Regions from separate parts of the Rattus norvegicus genome. Here all the other regions are linked to region 3. Evidence: chromatin contacts called from public Hi-C data. All regions are on one chromosome and are shown on one strand. Each heading gives the region's core, a stretch centred on a gene start, on an enhancer-like site or on the middle of the called end of the contact. The rest is flanking DNA. Distances are from core to core; before and after follow the strand shown. Region 1 holds the start of Gon7 (GON7 subunit of KEOPS complex). Region 2 holds the start of Atxn3 (ataxin 3). Region 3 holds the start of Golga5 (golgin A5).

Region 1 (2,700 bases), core at 8-2,507, 290 kb before region 3:
TTTGAAACCTAACAGCGATCCTTCGATTTAAATGCCAGCGACTACTGTGCGACCGTTTCTGGGATACAAGACTTATTCAACAATCCAACAATTTTGCAGTGCAAACCCAACTTGGTCAACAAAGAAAAATAGTATTATGACTTCGGTCCACACCACACAATTAACTCCAAGCCCCTTCACTCCTTCCCCAGTCTTCCTCTCCAACCATGGGCATAGTTAGCCTGTTTCCTTCCACCAATTCTCATCCTTGTTAAGTTTCCTTCCTACACACCCTTTTCCACTTTAGTACTTAAATGTATAGTAAGCGTCAGTAAACGCTACATCCCAGCCCCTCAAACTCTTGTTCAGAAACCCCAAGAAGATCCTTTTCTCCTCTCTTGGTTTTCCAGGGCCACCTGATGTTCTGGCTTCGATCTACTCCCGAGGGAGAGGGGGTGTCATACAGCACTTATACACGGAACTTCATTTAACCGGAAGGGGGGGGAGGCGCAGCTAGCAGTTAAACTAGACTACAGTAGTGTCCAGAAGCCCACCCTCACCGGAAGACTTTCGAATTCGGCCCAATTTTTCTTTACGTTTCCCCATCTAGTCCCTTAATTAACATTCTTTAGGGGTAGAAGTGGGGCGAAGAATATCTGGATTTAAGAGGTCACAAGAATAATCTCGTGGAAAGCAGGCCACCAAGAGGCGACAACTGGAGGACAGAGCTGCTGCTCCAGGACCGAAGCCTACAGTGTATGGCCAGCAGGACAGAAGGACAGCCCTGGTGGTGACAAGCTGAGGATCAAAGGGCAGCTGGGCCCCGGCTGTGGAAGCACAAAGTAAAGGGCCGCCCCGGAGCCGGCCGGGCTGCGGCCAGCGGGAAACAGGCAGGTCGGCGGGAGCAGCCGGGCCACGCGCACCTGCGAGTAGGAGCACTTCTCGGAGTCGCTGCCGCCCAAGACGGCGCACGCCTCATTCTCCAGCTCCTCGTCTTCCTCGAGCACGTCCACCAGCGACACCACGGGCTCCAGCTCCGCCTGGCACCCGGTGGGACTCTCGGCTCCGGCCATCCTCAACTGTCACCGGGCTCCGCTGCGTGGCCCTGGAGGCGGCGGGAAAAGTGGCCGCCAGGGGCGTCGCGAGAAGGAGGGGCCCGAGCACCAGCCAACCAATCCCAAGGAAGGAGAAGGAAGAAAATAGGCGGGGCAATTCCGGGAAAACGGAAGTCATCCCTCCTACTCTCCTCTCCCGCCCGCCCTGGCTGCGGGCTGGCTTCCGCTTCCGGGTGACGATTCTCTGTGGCGCGCTGTTGAAGCTGAGCGGTCGCCATGGAGCTTTCTGGCGAGTATGTCGGTGGTGACGGGGAGCCGCAGCGGCTACAAGTGTCCTGTGAAGCGTCGAGCGACGCGGACCCTCTCCAGAGCCTGTCGGCGGGCGTGGTCCGCATGAAGGAGTTGGTAGCGGAGTTCTTCGGGACCCTAGTGGAGCAGGACGCACAGGGCGTGGCGGAAGATCCGGAGGACGCTTTGGATGGTGAGCGCGGGGGCGGGGCGCCGGGGGACTCTGGCGGGGGCAGGCAGTGTGAAGGGCAGCCTAGAGAAGGCGAGACTGGGGGAGGAGGAATCGCTTCTAAAAATCGTTAGTCCTCTCTGCCCTCTTTGTCTGATCTCCCACCGCGGCGAGTGTTGGATTAGGGACTGGACAACGAACGAAGTCAGCTCGACTCCCTTGCAAAGGATCGAGATAGGCAGATCTGCTCGAGAAAGTGTGGTGGTCTGTAACCATTGCTAACTGGCAGGAAGACCGAAAGGGCGGGACTTTGGAGCTGATTGTTGAAAGAAGAAAAGGAGTGAAGTTAGAAATTAGAAAAACATTTGACAGAATAAGAGCTTCAGATGATCGAGACCCACTTTGTTTTAGGGAATCTTAACCCTCTCAGTTTTATAGGTATTGTTTTGAAAGTAAAAGGGTTTTTTAGTTTTTAAATTAATTGATAGTTTCATTCATGTATGTAGTGCATTCTGGTCTCTCTCTATCCCCCGCTGAACCCCTTCCCAACAGGGCTCCTGCCCTTTCTTTTGTTGTCACTCACTGAGTTTATTTAAGGATATTTGTGTGAGCTTGGGTGGGTTGTTTACAGGAACTAGGGCAACTCAGCAGTGACTAAACCACTGAAGAAAACAATGACTCCGCGCCCCCCATCAACTGCCAAACGCTCCTCCGGGAGGAGAGGCGCCTCATGAGCCCCTCCCTCTTCCATGATCGAACGTTTAGGTTGCCAACTTTTACTGGTTATCACCGCTGCCGTACACTTTCCTTTCCTCTGGCTCTTGCTTTCTCTCACCCCCTCTACTGTTCTAGAAACTTAACTGTTAGGTTTGGAGTTTGTTTTTAAAGATGGATGTTTTACCTGCATGCGTGTCTGTACACCACTTATGTGCAGTGCCTTTGGAGGCCAGAAGAGGGCATCAAATCCCCTGAAGCAGAGGTACAGACAGTTGAGAGTGCCTTGTGCATGCAGGGATAAAGTTGGCAGTGCTCTTAACCGCTGAGCCATCTCTCCAGCCCCAACCCTGTTACTAGGAATAAAATTATTTTGTAGACATTGTCACCATGTAACTGTTAAACCAGACTAGCTTTGAGTTGCAGAGAGCCGCCTGACTCTGCCTCAGCAGTCGGGAATAAAGAAATGTGCCCACACTCAAGCTTGGCTACATT
Region 2 (2,711 bases), core at 37-2,536, 500 kb after region 3:
AATCTCACCTCACAGCTCAAAACAGCTTCTGTAAACTCCAGGCCAGACATCTATTACTCACAAAAGTACCTTATGTTGCACAGACATTTAAACTCATTATTCCCCAAATTAAACCCTTGTCTTCCCTTCCCAAGACCCTGCTCATTCTGCACAGTATTTCTGGTTGGAGTATTACTCCTTCTTTAGGTGGTACCTACAGCAGACACCCACAAATCTTTCCTAACAATAACCCCTTTCACCCCAGTTCCTCACCAAAGTCTTCTGAGTCTGCTTCCTGAAACTTCAAATTGGTCTCTCTCCATTCTCAAATCACTACTGGAGTTCTGACCACCATTGTCTCCTCATTTCTCCCAAAATGCCTTTCAAGTATTCTGTTCCCCAGTGATCTTCTAAAATTCTAATTTGACCCCATGTCTCTAGTTTTGAAAATCTGTAACCTCCTGTAGGTTTTTTGTTTGTTTTGTTTTGTTTTTGGTTGGGAGGTGGCGGGCAGGATCGTCCTAGAAACCCTGGTTACAGGCTGCCACAGTCCAACACAACATACTCCTCCTACCTTCAGGTGCAAGGATTAGGAGAATGAGTCTTTGTACCCAGTTTCTTTGCTGACTTTGAAGAACCTAAAATGGTTCCACCACACAAGATCCGCGCCCAAATAACACTTAATCTTTGTCAATCCCTCCCCCACCCCCGGCGCGAGCCACTCAACATTTTACTGGACTTTTCACTTCCCCATCGACGCTTCCTCCTTCAGATATTGTACATTTATCCTGGGACCTGATACTCATTCCGACAGGCAACTGTGTTGGACACTGTGCTATTCTAATTTCTTAGTGCCTACATTTCTTCATTTGTATAATAATATTACAACATACACACACATCAAAAATGCCGCATTAAATCGCACTTAGAAGTGGACTATTATAAGTCAGCCCTAACTAAATACTAGCTATAGTTTTCACACAAATACTAGGTATTGGGAGAATGCCTTTTTTGGAATGAGGTTTTCAGTGGGAGAGGAGGTATTACACGTAGTTGAGCAGAAAGTACCAAAAAAGGTGGAAATGGAGAAAAAAAAAAGAACCTAAAACCTGGCTGCGAGGATTCTCATCTAGAACCCTAGAATCACAACATTGTCTAGCGTAGAGAAGTTCCTCCGCACAGCAGGCGGCGCCGCAGCATCACACACGCGGCGGGAGGACCAGCGCCGCCCAGGTCACGTGTCCCGTGCTCCCCGGCTCGCGTGCCGCGTGACGTGCGCCCGCAGTAGTGATTGGGTGGCGGGAGGCACGTGGGTAGGGCGGGGCGGGCCGGGGCGGAGGGGTGGGGCCGGGGGCGGAGCTGCTGGAGGGGGCTGCTCCGCGCCGGGGCCGTTGGCTCCAGACAAATAAACATGGAGTCCATCTTCCACGAGAAAGTGAGTGTGGGCGTTCGGTGGGGAGCCGTCCGCGGCTCGGCGGCGGGCGTGGGGAGCAGCGTCGCCGCTTCAGGAACTCAGGCGGGGCCCGAGCGCCCCCATCCCGACTTGGCTGGGTGAGGGGTGCTTCCTGCCTTCCCCCCATGGCACCGTTCATGAAGCCTCCCGCATGCGTCTCCGGCACCCTCACCCTAAAAGACCGGGCGGGTAACCTGGGCATTTCGGGGGGCTTCATCCGGAGGATTAGCGCGGGCGTTTCTTGTTCACTTGCCACGCCTTTTCGGGTTTCTTCTATCTTCTCTCCTGTGGTCTAGTCTAGCGAGACGCCTTTCCACACCTGACGGACCCTTCCCAACTCCACCCACTCCCCCTGACCTATCCTCTGGCAGAACCAACTTTCTCTCTCAACTCAGTTCTATGATGGAATGTCCCATGCATTTAGATCTTGGTGATCTATCCCACGTCCTTCTGCAGTTGTGACCGTGGCTCTCCCATTGAAGGGCCTGACACTTGGGAAGTAAAGTAGGAAATCCCGGAGGGAAGTCGTCATAAGAGTTTTTATTACGGGATGTTTGGGCTGCTCTCCCATTTTTCCGGACCAGGAGGCCAGCTTTGTTTTTAGGTATTATGGATAGATTAGAATCTTTCTACTGTGTGATTTGGCTAGTCTCTTCCTCACCTTAATTCCTAAGTGACTACGCTTTACAGTATTGTGACATCTCGAGAAACTGGTCTATGCTCGCATACAATTATCAAGTCATTTGGGTGTTCCTCGGACAACTTTGGCATGATTCCGTGTTTCATAATCATTTTAGGTTTGGAGAGGGTTGCTAGTTGAGACTATTATTACAGTTGGAGCAAAGGCCTTTGTTTTTATCATTTGTAAAGGAGCATTCATTCACAACGTTTAAAGTCCATGCACGACAAAAGAAAGACAAAAATGCTGTAAATCTAAGGAAGTTGTTAAATGAAAGTGTTCTTAAGAAGACCTTTCATAGTGTTTTTGGAACTGGAACAAGTTAGTTTGTGACAAGATTTCTTGTAGCCCAAGCTGGCCCCAAACTCTCCATCCTACTGTCTCTGCCTCCTGAGTGCTGGCTGGGATTATGACCATGTGCCCTGACTCTGAGTGCGCCACCCCCTCCCCCACTCTTTTGTAATTTTCCAAAGGCTTTGGGATAAAGTCCATTTTAAACATGTTATACTCTTTGGGATAAAATCCATTTTAAACATGTTATACTTTATACACTGTTTTGTGAGACTCCTGCCATGTATTCTTAAAAGAAAAATGCATGTG
Region 3 (2,700 bases), core at 139-2,638:
GCACCTTACAGGTTGCCACGTAAGTCAAGGCAATGAAGTAAAACAAGTAAGCTACAAAGTGGACAATGTTGGTTGAATATGGACAGCATTCCTTCAGCTTGGAACTGTTATGTAGCCAATGCTTAGGCTTTCTTCACTAAATTGACATCAGAGTTGTTCCTCCTTCCCATCCATGCTAGGTCTTTTGGCCCTTCTTTTGCCTTACACTGCTTCGGGTTGTTCTCACTGTTGTTTTAAAACTGTCTCTCTTGGCTGGAGAAAGGGGAGTGGGTGGGTAAACAATGCATTGGTTGCTCACTGATGAATTCCGAATCCAGCCCACACTGGCACTTCTGGAAACACTACTGAAGCAATTCATCCCTACGTCAGGTGTTGTGCAAACAGTATCACGAAATACATTCTCAGCTACAATATGTGGTAAATTGCAATGCCCTTTAGGAACTAACAAACATGCATATTGTTTAGAAAGATCCCAGAACTTAGATGGCACCTCAGACGCTGGAATCTAAGTCTAGAAGTCTAGTGGCAAACCCATCTTTTAACCTCTTCCTCTCCGCATCTAACCTCGTCCGGAATAAACTGTTTAAACACACTCTTTAGGAAACCCATTAGGTGTGTGTTTCAGTTTATGAGAAATCAAACGAAAACAGCAATGTAACATGCATTCTGACTTATAAAAGGCCATATAGGTGTAATGTAAAAAATGGTGATGAGCGAGAGAAAATTGGCTCTCCTAATAAAAAAGCCCAAAGACAATTAATGTCTTGCCTTCCATCTGAAAGTTAACGGGGCTTTAAAACACATCCTTCACATGGCGTGTAGACACTGAGCTGGGGCCTGAACTCATGTCTCAGTGACAGACTCCAAGAGGGGACTTCCCGTGGTGCAAAGCCACCGGGAGGTCAGATGTCAAACAGAGGCGGGGTCAGGGGTCAGCCGCCAGGCCGGGCGGTGTGACCACGGGTGCCCGGGAGGCGAGAACACACCGCACTGCGCCCCCGGAGCAGAGTCGGGGTGGAGGGCAGGTCAACCCCGGTGTCCAGAGCCTACGGGGCTGTGGCGTCCCCTTCGTTAGCCCTGAGCGAAGACGAGCTCGACAGCGCTCGGGAAAGGCGGAGACCGGGTCCCACAGGCCAAGCCGTCCCGCCCGCGGCCTAGTCGCGCCTCACCTGAGGACGCCGCGGCCTCGTCACCCACCCGGGCCGCCACAGCAGCCGGCTGCTCCCGGACCTGCCGGCTAGCTCTTCCGGGAGACGTGGAAGGGCGGCGAGGACCTCAAAACAGAGTGGCCGCTCAGCTGCCTGAGCGGCGGATAGCTGAGTGCCGCTGGCCGCCTAGCAGGTCACTCAGGCGGCGGCGCCGGCGGCCGCGGGGCCCTAGCGCCTGGCCACGCCCCACTTCCGTCGGCCGCGGACCCGGGCGCCCCGCCAGCGTGCGTGTGACGTAACACCGCCCGCACGCGGCTGCCACAACATTGCGGGGCACGCCTACAACGGGGGCATGGTCCTGTGAATGACATGGGAGGTCCAACCCAAACTGGGCGGGGCATGAGCCTCTGAGCTCCTCCTCCCTTTCAAAGTTGTCCTCCTGAGAATTTCGAGGTAGAGCATGCAACTGTAATCCCCAGGCCTGGGATGGTTCAGAAAATAAAGTAAATAGAATAAATAGCCAGGACAGACGGCCTGAGTTCATCCACAAAGCGTGCCCACAGAACACACACTCACATACACACTTTAACTAACAAAACAATTTAAAGGGATGGGGTGAAGAACTCGGGAAGGGGGGAACCAGAAAGGGGTGGTGGTGGTGATGTAACATTTGGAATGTAAATAAGTAAAATAATTTAATAAAAAAATAAACAAAACAAAAAGAACACAATTTAAAAAAGAAAACCGGACCCCTGATTTTGTGGAGCTTGCTTTCAAGCAAGAGAGATAGATTTTTGCCTAAACCAATGAAAGAACAATAGTTCAGACCATTTACCAAGGTTGTAAATCCAGAAAAACATGGAGAAGTGTTCAGAGGCACAAAAATAAATCAGGCTGTGAGGGTTCCTGGTAGAAAAGATATCCTGGACTGAGACCATTGTTCGATACTACTATAGTTATCTTTTGTGTACAGTTCACAGACTTTTTGAAATGGGTGTTTAAAAATAAAATCTGCGGGGCTGGGGATTTAGCTCAGTGGTAGAGCGCTTACCTAGGAAGCGCAAGGCCCTGGGTTCGGTCCCCAGCTCCGAAAAAAAAAAGAAAAAAGAAAAAAAAATAAAATCTGCATTCAATAATTCATCGAATGCCACATCTACTGGGTGAACAAGACCAGGCTAATTTGGCCCTCATGAAAAGCCTTTGATAAATTCTCAAGTAAGTGCTTTTGGGCATTGAGGAAACTAAGATTTAAAAAATGTTAAATAATCTTTCCAATATTATCTGCCCTTAAAAGAGGGGTCCATCTCACTCCAAAGTCTGTGCCCCTCCTAGACTCAATGTTTTATTGTCCCCACATTAAATATTGGGAATAATTACAAACCATTTTCTTCCTATTAAGTCGGGTTAATCCAGTCCAGTAATGAGAATAACTCACAGCAAAAGGAGAAAATCACTGTTGCTGTGGTCTTCGAGCCATTATTAAGTGGAGAACAGTTTTCAGGATCCCTGAGCTTCATTCTCACAATGCTTTAAGGAGTGCTCTTATTGTGTG

Evidence for each region. A called contact is a pair of places that touch in the nucleus more often than the background predicts.
Region 1: a Hi-C map of liver shows a contact between it and region 3, with 3 times the contacts expected there. The contact joins the promoter of Gon7 here to the promoter of Golga5 in region 3. A contact is called at or near these places in 2 of 12 Hi-C or Micro-C datasets (liver and mammary epithelial cells).
Region 2: a Hi-C map of mammary epithelial cells shows a contact between it and region 3, with 3 times the contacts expected there. The contact joins the promoter of Atxn3 here to the promoter of Golga5 in region 3. A contact is called at or near these places in 2 of 12 Hi-C or Micro-C datasets (Schwann cells and mammary epithelial cells).

What each region holds. Positions count from the first base shown.
Region 1 is chr6:127,661,833-127,664,532 of GRCr8, reverse strand. It overlaps Gon7 (GON7 subunit of KEOPS complex), which reads left to right and starts at 1,257. Exons shown (of 2, transcript NM_001142941.1): 1 at 1,257-1,515. The coding sequence starts at 1,311. Ubr7 (ubiquitin protein ligase E3 component n-recognin 7) reads right to left here and starts at 1,079. Exons shown (of 11, transcript NM_001007705.1): 1 at 903-1,079. The coding sequence starts at 1,052.
Region 2 is chr6:126,871,356-126,874,066 of GRCr8, reverse strand. It overlaps Atxn3 (ataxin 3), which reads left to right and starts at 1,286. Exons shown (of 11, transcript NM_021702.2): 1 at 1,286-1,414. The coding sequence starts at 1,391. LOC134479251 (a long non-coding RNA gene) reads right to left here and starts at 1,036. Exons shown (of 2, transcript XR_010052329.1): 1 at 253-1,036.
Region 3 is chr6:127,375,932-127,378,631 of GRCr8, reverse strand. It overlaps Golga5 (golgin A5), which reads right to left and starts at 1,388. Exons shown (of 13, transcript NM_001033065.2): 1 at 1,170-1,388.